3 separate regions of the Mus musculus genome follow, and all the other regions are linked to region 3. Evidence: chromatin contacts called from public Hi-C and HiChIP or PLAC-seq data. All regions are on one chromosome and are shown on one strand. The core of a region is the stretch at or near the end of the contact, and the rest is flanking DNA. Distances in the headings are between cores, read along the strand shown.

Region 1 (2,700 bases), core at 146-2,645, 590 kb before region 3:
GATGCTCACAGTCAGCTAATGGATGGATCATAGGGCTCCCAATGGAGGAGCTAGAGAAAGTAGCCAAGGAGCTAAAGGGATCTGCAACCCTATAGGTGGAACAACATTATGAGCTAACCAGTACCCCGGAGCTCTTGACTCTAGCTGCATATATATCAAAAGATGGCCTAGTCGGCCATCACTGGAAAGAGAGGCCCATTGGACTTGCAAACTTTATATGCCCCAGTACAGGAGAATACCAGGGCCAAAAAGGGGGAGTGGGTGGGCAGGGGAGTGGGGGTGGGTGGATATGGGGGACTTTTGGTATAGCATTGGAAATGTAAATGAGTTAAATACCTAATAAAAAATGGAAAAAAAAAAAAAAAAAGAGAAGAAACAAAGGCAAGGGTAGATACCTCGAGAATGGGGTCACAAGCAGTTTACATCAGACCTGACCTACAGGAACTTACTCTTTTTTTGTTTTGCTTTGCTTTGCTTTGCTTTGCTTTGCTTTGCTTTGCTTTGCTTTGCTTTGCTTTGCTTTGCTTTGCTTTGCTTTGCTTTGTTTTGTTTTTGGAGACAGGGTTTCTCTGTATTATAGCCCTGGCTATCCTGGAACTCACTTTATAGACCAGGCTGGCCTCAACTCAGAAATCCGCTTGCCTCTGCCTCCCGAGTGCTGGGATTAAAGACGTGTACCACCACGCCCGGCTTCAGGAACTTACTCTTAATTACAAGTAGAAAACTTATTTAGCAAGGACTTAACTCAGGGCAAACCGACTTAGCTAAGATTTAGCATCAACAAACAGAAACTTCTTTTTAACTAACACAACCCTTAACCTGCAAAGTATATTTTCTGTTTTAATCTCCCATCAACCTGTGAGGCATTCGTTCCTGTTCTATTCTTATATAACAATGTTTAAACCCTGCCCCCCTGTCACAGGAGAGGTGGGTCCCTCTGGTCCAAGAATGCTATACTGAGTATATGTAAGTAGCTAAGAAAACGCCTTATCTGCTTTTTCTGTGTTAAAAATAAAATCCCCAATGTCACCTTGGACGATTACAGGGGAGTGCAGCACTTGGTTTCTGTGGAATCTGCAGGGAACTGCTGGGAGGGTGAGAGCCACAGTCTTCTCCTTGTCAGGTTTGAGGCAGTTGTGAACAGCAGATGTCGCTATTGCCTGCTGCAATTGTTCATGCTCAACAAAAACATCCTGGGCAAAAGGAAGGCAGACATGCAACGGAGAAGCCTCATTCAAGCTGGCAACGGTTCACCTCATTCTCTAAACCCATTCTCTAAACTTTCATCTACTTGCAATTTTTCCACTGCAAAATGTGAAGCTGTCTTGGCTTGTTGCTGGTCTTGAGTCTCTTCACAATCTTCCTCATTCTGCTGTGTGCTGACCCAGAAGACAGCTGATAAGGATCCAATGAGTCAGAAATTAGGGGCAGAGCCTGTGGAGATGAAGTCTGTATTTCCCTGTGTCTAGGATGCTTCAGTCAACGTCAGTCTTCTCTTGGGGGCACTATTGGAGCCGCATCTATATGGATGTGGCTCCCCTGAAGTCATGGCCAGGCCTTCAAAGAAGGACTAGTCTTCTCCTTTTATTGGAACTAAGTTCCAAATTCCCCACTGGGTCTGCATTTCAAGGCTGAATTTCTCTTTTTAAAAGAAGGATCTCCTGTGACAGTAGAAAGAAAAAAAGGGGAGGTGTAGTTATTCAAATGCCCCCTGTTCCCACTGTCCTGCACTTAGCCTCTGGGTTGGCAAGAGTGCTTGTCCTTGTGAGGCCTGACAGATGGGAGGGAGTCACACCCTAAAGGCCATGGCTCAGATAATAAAGTCCCCTCGCTTTTTTTTCCTCCCCCATCAGACAATCGTGGACAAGCAAGGGGAAATCTGAGAACTTTCTCAACTAGGGGAAGGATGGGTGGGACCAGAAGAGGAAATGGCACTGGTTTGGATGAGGAACAGAACCTCAAAAGTCAATATACAGGGCAGCACCTGGAGGGAAGAGGAGGAAGGGCCAGGCAGAAGGGAAGCCAGGGTCAAGGACAGCAGTCTGGCCACCTGTTTCAGATGTGGGTGGAGGCACTCGCAGCTACAGCAGTTTCTGTGGCGGCTTGGTAGCAGATCATCTGTTCTCATAAACTGATTAGGCACATGCCATTGCCAGGGGAGGTGGCCCAGGTCAGCCCTGACGTAAGTTACTCACATAGATAAAGTTATTCATAGGATTTTCTCAGTTTTACACTTGTTCTACCTATATATTTCTCCCTTTGAAAAATATTATGTTGTGAATGCACAGCAAAATGTGCTCTGGTTTGTGTGCCTTTCTAAGTGTTTAAAAAAAAATACCATGTGACTGAGGAGCCCTCATATCAAACTGGACCTGCCATCAACACAACCTTGGGAAGCTCTGCGTGTAAGTTCAGATTTAGGTCCCTCAGAGCAGGATCACGCCCTCATGTTTGAGTTCAGTGGCCAAGAAACAAGTAATAGTCAATTAGTAGATAGTGATTATCCGTGAGACTTCCATCCTCACCTGTGTAGAAAGACAGTCTACATAGGTAAGACAGATGTCATCTACCTCTGTACGAAGCAGCCTTTAAGATGGAGGGAAGAGCCTTCCAGAATCTGCCTGGGAAAGCTAAGCAGGTGTAAGGATAGGATGCTCTCTGTTGCTGAGGATCTCGTGTGAGCCTGCAAACAGACACCCA
Region 2 (2,700 bases), core at 194-2,693, 540 kb after region 3:
ACTCCCAGGTGTATCTCAATGGATGAACCTGAAACAGGCTCCTAAGGCTTGTGGGCCATATCTTTGCACAAGCAAACTGAGATTGGTGCTCAGTTACTTGAGTTGCATCAACACAAGCTAATGTTTAATTTCACTGTCTTCTTATCACACCGCCAAAAAAAACCTCGAGGCCTTGAAGAATCAGACTAATGTTCCCTGATCTGTAAATATATATTTAGAACCATCCCTTTTATGCTTTGCTCTCCAGAAAGAACGTGCCACCATGATGCTTTGCTTTCCTAAGAACCTGCATTGCAGGAATTCCACACTTACTAACTGTACCTAGCCTGTGCCCCGTTCTAGGTTGGAGCATCAAATGCACAAATAGGAATGACAATTCTTAGACTACTAATCCATTTTGATTCCATAATTGAGAGTAATAAGATGCTTTTCTCAAGAGGCCATGGCAACTAAAATAAAAAACACGTTGAACAGTCAAGGAAGCCTGAAATTTGAGAAGATTCAGACCATGCAGTTCTTTTGTCTTGAGATAGCATCCAACCTTGCCTGTGTTTTCCAGGTGACTGCAGAAGCCTCATTGGCAGGAATGTAAGAAATAGTCCATGAGTTACAAATATGCTCGGTTAAAACATTTCCTTTCTGGAGGACAAAGCTGCCTGGGCCAGAATAACAATCAATCACCTTGCTTCCACCGACAAGGGACAGAACTGCACCTTCTCATCTGTATCCAAGCCTGATTTGATTCCCAGCTCCGGTGTGCAGCGCAGGGCAGCAAGAGCGTTGGATTCCCACCAACCCTGCCATCCCGGGAGAGGCCGCCTCTGCTTTTCTTAGATAAGCTGTGGATTGCTACCGGCCATGGCCGGGCTTTGCGCCCCTGGGAGTAATGAACACACCACACCGTCGGATCTCAGTCTGTACATACCTTCCCCCTGAGCAATTTTAACTTTTCCCATGTCCATTAGGCCTTCCAGCCTAATCTCACTCTGCCAATTGCTCCCATGGTGAGATCATTAAGTAAATTATTTTAAGATCAAACACCCTGCAGTGACAATGGCGTCCCATGTAAGGTAAATGCTTCAAAGGCCCCCCTTTCAAATTACAGCTCTCCGGAGTTCCTCCTCGCCTCTCCTAGGGCCTACCCCGCCACTGCCTGCACCACTTGGCTTGTTGCCCCAGGCAAAGGTAGCACTGCTAATTGGCCTCTGTAACAAAACTGACCTGTGGACAGGATAAGGCTTGTTTGGAGCTTAGAGACAAAAATTATTCAAGGTTAAAAACACATGAATGCCCCAACTACGTCACCAAAAAAGCGGACTGAATGAACGTCTTCTCCCGCCGTTCCTGGTGTGAAAGAATGCGCTCTCGGCGCCCGGGCCGAACAAAGGCTCCTTCAGGTAGCCGGCGCCCGCACCCTCTCTGCGGGGCTCCTCGCCATCCTCTTAAACCCTGGGCCCAGGAGCCCCATCCTCGCCGGGGTTCCAGGCCCCCTCCTGGGTAGGGCCTTTGATCTCCCGGGCTAGTGGCAGATGGGACAATTTAACTGCTTGAAACAGGTGCAGCGAGTTTGCCTGACAGGTCGGGGCTTTTATTTCTAGCACATTAGCCGGGCGCATACAAATGGGTTTTTGACAGATTCAAGCAGGTAAAATAGCGCCGAGGCTCTGCGAAAGCGCGGTCACACCTGCCGAGGTGGCACAATTGCAAAAAATGCTGCATAAATTAAAGACAGGTAAAACCTCAGGGCTCCCTGCAGCAGGAGGTTCTGGATTGTTTTGTGGTTGTTGTTGTTGTTTTTTTTTGTTTTTTAACTACTTGGAAAGGTGGTCTGTTGTGGTGGGAATGGGAGGGCATTCTCCAACGAGTAAACACCAAACCCCTTGATCTCTTTGGGCTCAAAAGAAACCGGGCTTGGTCGGGGTGGTTCCCAGCCATCCTCCTGTGGCGGTGGCTTGTCACACTTCAGTGATACTCGCTGGGACTGAGAAGGAGAGGGGGAATAAAGCAAGCACCCCGCCCGGCTGCCCTGGGGCTACCCTGCAGCCCCCGCCCCTCGCTCCCCTCTCGCCATTCTTCCTCTCCAGGTGAAAGATTGGGATCTACAAATTGTGCTTAGCTAATGAAATAGCTCACCCATTGAGGAAAGTTTGGTAAATAGCAGTCTTCTAAGAGCATCCACGGAATCAGGGAAGTGGCAGGTTGTGCTAGCCAGCCTTCTCCGGTGTGGGAAAAAAAAAAAAGAAAAAAAAAAAAGAATGATTTTGGACCTATTGTCGGTTACTCTCATTTTTCTTGGGGAAAAATGTTGAAGAGGAATGTTTTTTGTTCTTCTAATTGGAATATATAAGTAATTTTCTTGCAGCAAACCTGTTCCAGAACATTGTGTGTGTGTGTGTGTGTGTGTGTGTGTGTGTGTGTGAGAGAAATGGCACACTGAAATAATTTTAAAGTTGCAAAATGTGATGCTATTTGGCAGTAATTTTTCTTTTGTTCTTCATATGAGTTCATGGCAATCGTCTTTACGTCGTAAAATTAGCTTTCAAATTAATAACTTAAATTCATTCCCTTTTCCCATCTCCATTTTCTAACTTCTGAAGGTTTCAAGAGTGAGTTTTCATTCTCAAGAATGTTAGTTAGACATCACAGTTAAAAGCCACAGCACCTTGGGAAGGGGGCTGCTCTTTCCCTGACTGTGCTACT
Region 3 (2,700 bases), core at 101-2,600:
GAGCTGCTAGCTTGGATCTCCTACCAACCGAGGAGAATCAAAACTCCATTCAGAAACCAGCCCACTTCTTTTGTTCCAAGTTTGATAAAAATGAACCAAGGAAACTAGAAATCTGCTAGTAGTATGTGGCATTGATTCCTGTAGAATCAGAACTTCCAACCTCTCTTCTCAGCTGTTGGAAGATAAGATGATGCCCCAGTATTTCAACAACATTAAAGAACCTGAAGATTGTCCTAGGGGCTGGGAGTAACACTTAACACTACTTTTATCATAACTAATGGCTCTCTAGATGTGCAGATCTAATTCCTACCCCCCCCCCAACTTCAGAAGACTTGACTTTTCTTTTCTTTTCTTTTCTTTTCTTTTCTCTTTTCTCTTTTCTCTTTTCTCTTTTCTTTTCTTTTCTTTTCGTTTCTTTTCTTTTCTTTTTTCTTGTTTCCTTGTGCGTGTACTTGTCACATGATTGTGGAAGAGAGAAGGAGAGAGGAGGCAGGCATGTGCTCCCACCCCAGATGTGTTTGCCATGTTAAATGTTGCTTCCCCCTGCAGTCCAGTGATCAACAGATTCATAGACATGTTTAGGGGAGAAAGAAAACCTGTATGCAGCAGTGAATGCTTTTCACCACTCCCAAGCTACACACACCCATAGGGTTACGCCCTTTTTAAGGAGACGCAAAGGAAAAATAACATGCCACGCAATAAAGACAGCGGCATAGTAACCGTCAATCTCATAAACATACCCAGACTCTAACCATCTGGCCACCCGAGGACACGCTATTTAACAAAGTGCCATAATGTTTCTTTGGATGTGGGTGATCATGGCTCCTGGAGTAAGGGAGAGGGTGAGAACTTACGACATTACTTAAGTGTCCCCAATCAATTTTGGCTTAGAGAGAGCCACTTCCACTAATTCTGGGTCTATTCTAGGCACTCCCACCTTATTGCTCAATGGGAGGTGAGGGCAAAGCTCTCTGGGAGTCACATTCTAACACAATCTCTCTAATCAGAAAGGATCCTGGCCTCAACTCCACTGGGAAATCGGAAGGCTTGATTCAGTTGCTTTCTTTATTCTTCAAACCTACTTTTTTCACACAGACATTTAAAAACGTATTTGGAGATACCAAACTCATCAAGAAGTGACAAAGATAACTTATAACCCCATAAGGCCAGAATCCCACCCCCAACAATGCACAAAACCCAGATACAATGAAAAGCAACATAAAAGAAGAGATACATATTTGATACAGAGATTGCGAAACTGAAAGTGGCTGACCGAGCTTCCTGCCAATAGTGTACTGAGACTTGTGCACGCTGGGTACCTACCTCAGGCTGACGCAACGTACCTCAATCCCCTCAATTTCTTCGATGAACCTCCTGCTGACTGAGACCAGAGCCTCCTGTGGCCATTCATGAAACCAGTCAATAGCTGTGCAGTTAACTATGGCTGGGAACTTCCGGGCTCTAACTCGCAGTGTGTGGCCAACCGGTGAGAAACAAAAAACCATCTGTAGGGGTGAGGGGGGACAGGTCAGAAACAACAGAGGGATGAGTGTGCCAAGCAGTACACTGAAGTCTCAGACAATGAGGAAGGGGGCAAGGCCAGACACACTAATCAGCTACCCCAGCCCAGGCAGCAAGGTGCAAGGTAGCATTGACTTTCAGAGTGGCGGTGCCACAGGGCAGGCAGAAGTACAGTTGTGCTTTCCTCAAAATGTGGCCCCTCTTCTCTCAAGCATAGCTCATGATTCCCTTTGGGAGTGGGACATTTTACTTGTTCCCTAACACAAGCCACATAAAAATAAGTCACCATGATCGTCAACATTTCTACCTGCAAATTCCTTCTGTTACATGATTCAGTAGGTTTCACAAAGCTGAAATACCTTTTCAACGCAAAGTATAAAACAATAAAATAAAGCCAGATTTATCATCACAAATGACATCAATTTCTGTTTGCATTTAAAATAAAAAGTATCTTCTTTAGTTCTCACCTGAGATTTTTCAGAGAAAAATTTAAAACTTGGGTAGCATGTTTCTGCTAAGAAAAGTTTTTTTCTTACTAGCTAATGATTTAAAAGTTAATTAATATCTGAATAAGCCATTGTTCTGTGTTTGGGATCTGCCAGGGATCAGTTCCAGGATCCCTAACATACCCACAGGTTTTCCAAACACTTATATGAAAAGTATATTGCTTTCACAGGTCAAACCTATTATCCTTCAACCACCTATTAGTCCTTCCTGTTAGGATTACTTATTGCCCCTAAGACAAGGTAAACAGTGTAGGGAGTTGTTATTCTGTGCTATTTAGGGAATCAAGACAATAAAAAGAAGTATGTACACACTCGGTACGGTTATATGCACACTCCGTACAGTTGTGTTCCTCTTCAAATATTTTCACTGCACAGCTGGTGGGATTCATGGATGGGGACATGACAGTCAGAGGATCCAGTCGTGTATTTGTATACTCTCTCTAGACACAGGGATTCATCGGTAGAGCCTGAGGTTGGTTGCAATATCATGTCACAGACAGTGGATGGGAGGAACTCTTCATTGTCAGCACAGTAGGTGTGACCATTCAAGGGTCCTGAGCTTTAGAGGACCACCATTAGAAGTGTAAGCTCAGGGAAAGCATGAAGACACAGGAGACTGCAAGGATTCATTATGCACCCCCATCCCTGCCACCACTGCTATATACTTGAAAAC

Evidence for each region. HiChIP or PLAC-seq counts read pairs in DNA pulled down with a chosen protein or histone mark. A called contact is a pair of places that touch in the nucleus more often than the background predicts.
Region 1: a contact with region 3 is called in a Hi-C map of Th17 cells, with 6 times the contacts expected there. The contact joins two enhancer-like sites. A contact is called at or near these places in 4 of 39 promoter capture datasets (the C10 cell line, hippocampal neurons, liver and 1 more), 2 of 15 datasets of contacts at CTCF or cohesin (large pre-B cells and pro-B cells), 10 of 484 Hi-C or Micro-C datasets (B cells, the N1E-115 cell line, Th1 cells and 6 more) and 2 of 115 datasets of contacts at active chromatin or transcription factors (astrocytes and embryonic basal ganglia).
Region 2: a RAD21 HiChIP or PLAC-seq map of pro-B cells shows a contact between it and region 3, with 10 times the contacts expected there. The contact joins the promoter of D230030E09Rik here to the enhancer-like site in region 3. A contact is called at or near these places in 1 of 39 promoter capture datasets (trophoblast stem cells), 2 of 15 datasets of contacts at CTCF or cohesin (large pre-B cells and pro-B cells), 1 of 484 Hi-C or Micro-C datasets (palatal mesenchyme) and 4 of 115 datasets of contacts at active chromatin or transcription factors (embryonic limb bud and embryonic stem cells).

What each region holds. Positions count from the first base shown.
Region 1 is chr12:117,402,561-117,405,260 of GRCm38.p6, forward strand. No RefSeq gene overlaps it. Among named protein-coding and RNA genes, the nearest start is that of Gm31482, 62 kb to the right of the region's middle. Within about 2 kb of position 1,396, at least 18 of the 459 cell types and tissues checked have an H3K27ac peak or open chromatin away from gene starts, as enhancers often do. A contact at or near this core is called in Th17 cells, where this site is marked.
Region 2 is chr12:118,528,750-118,531,449 of GRCm38.p6, forward strand. D230030E09Rik (Riken cDNA D230030E09 gene) reads right to left here and starts at 1,444. Exons shown (of 4, transcript NR_045947.1): 1 at 1,222-1,444; 2 at 682-877.
Region 3 is chr12:117,993,786-117,996,485 of GRCm38.p6, forward strand. Dnah11 (dynein, axonemal, heavy chain 11) reads right to left here. Exons shown (of 82, transcript NM_010060.3): 55 at 1,344-1,505. Among named protein-coding and RNA genes, the nearest start is that of Cdca7l, 150 kb to the left of the region's middle. Within about 2 kb of position 1,351, at least 42 of the 459 cell types and tissues checked have an H3K27ac peak or open chromatin away from gene starts, as enhancers often do. A contact at or near this core is called in Th17 cells and pro-B cells, where this site is marked.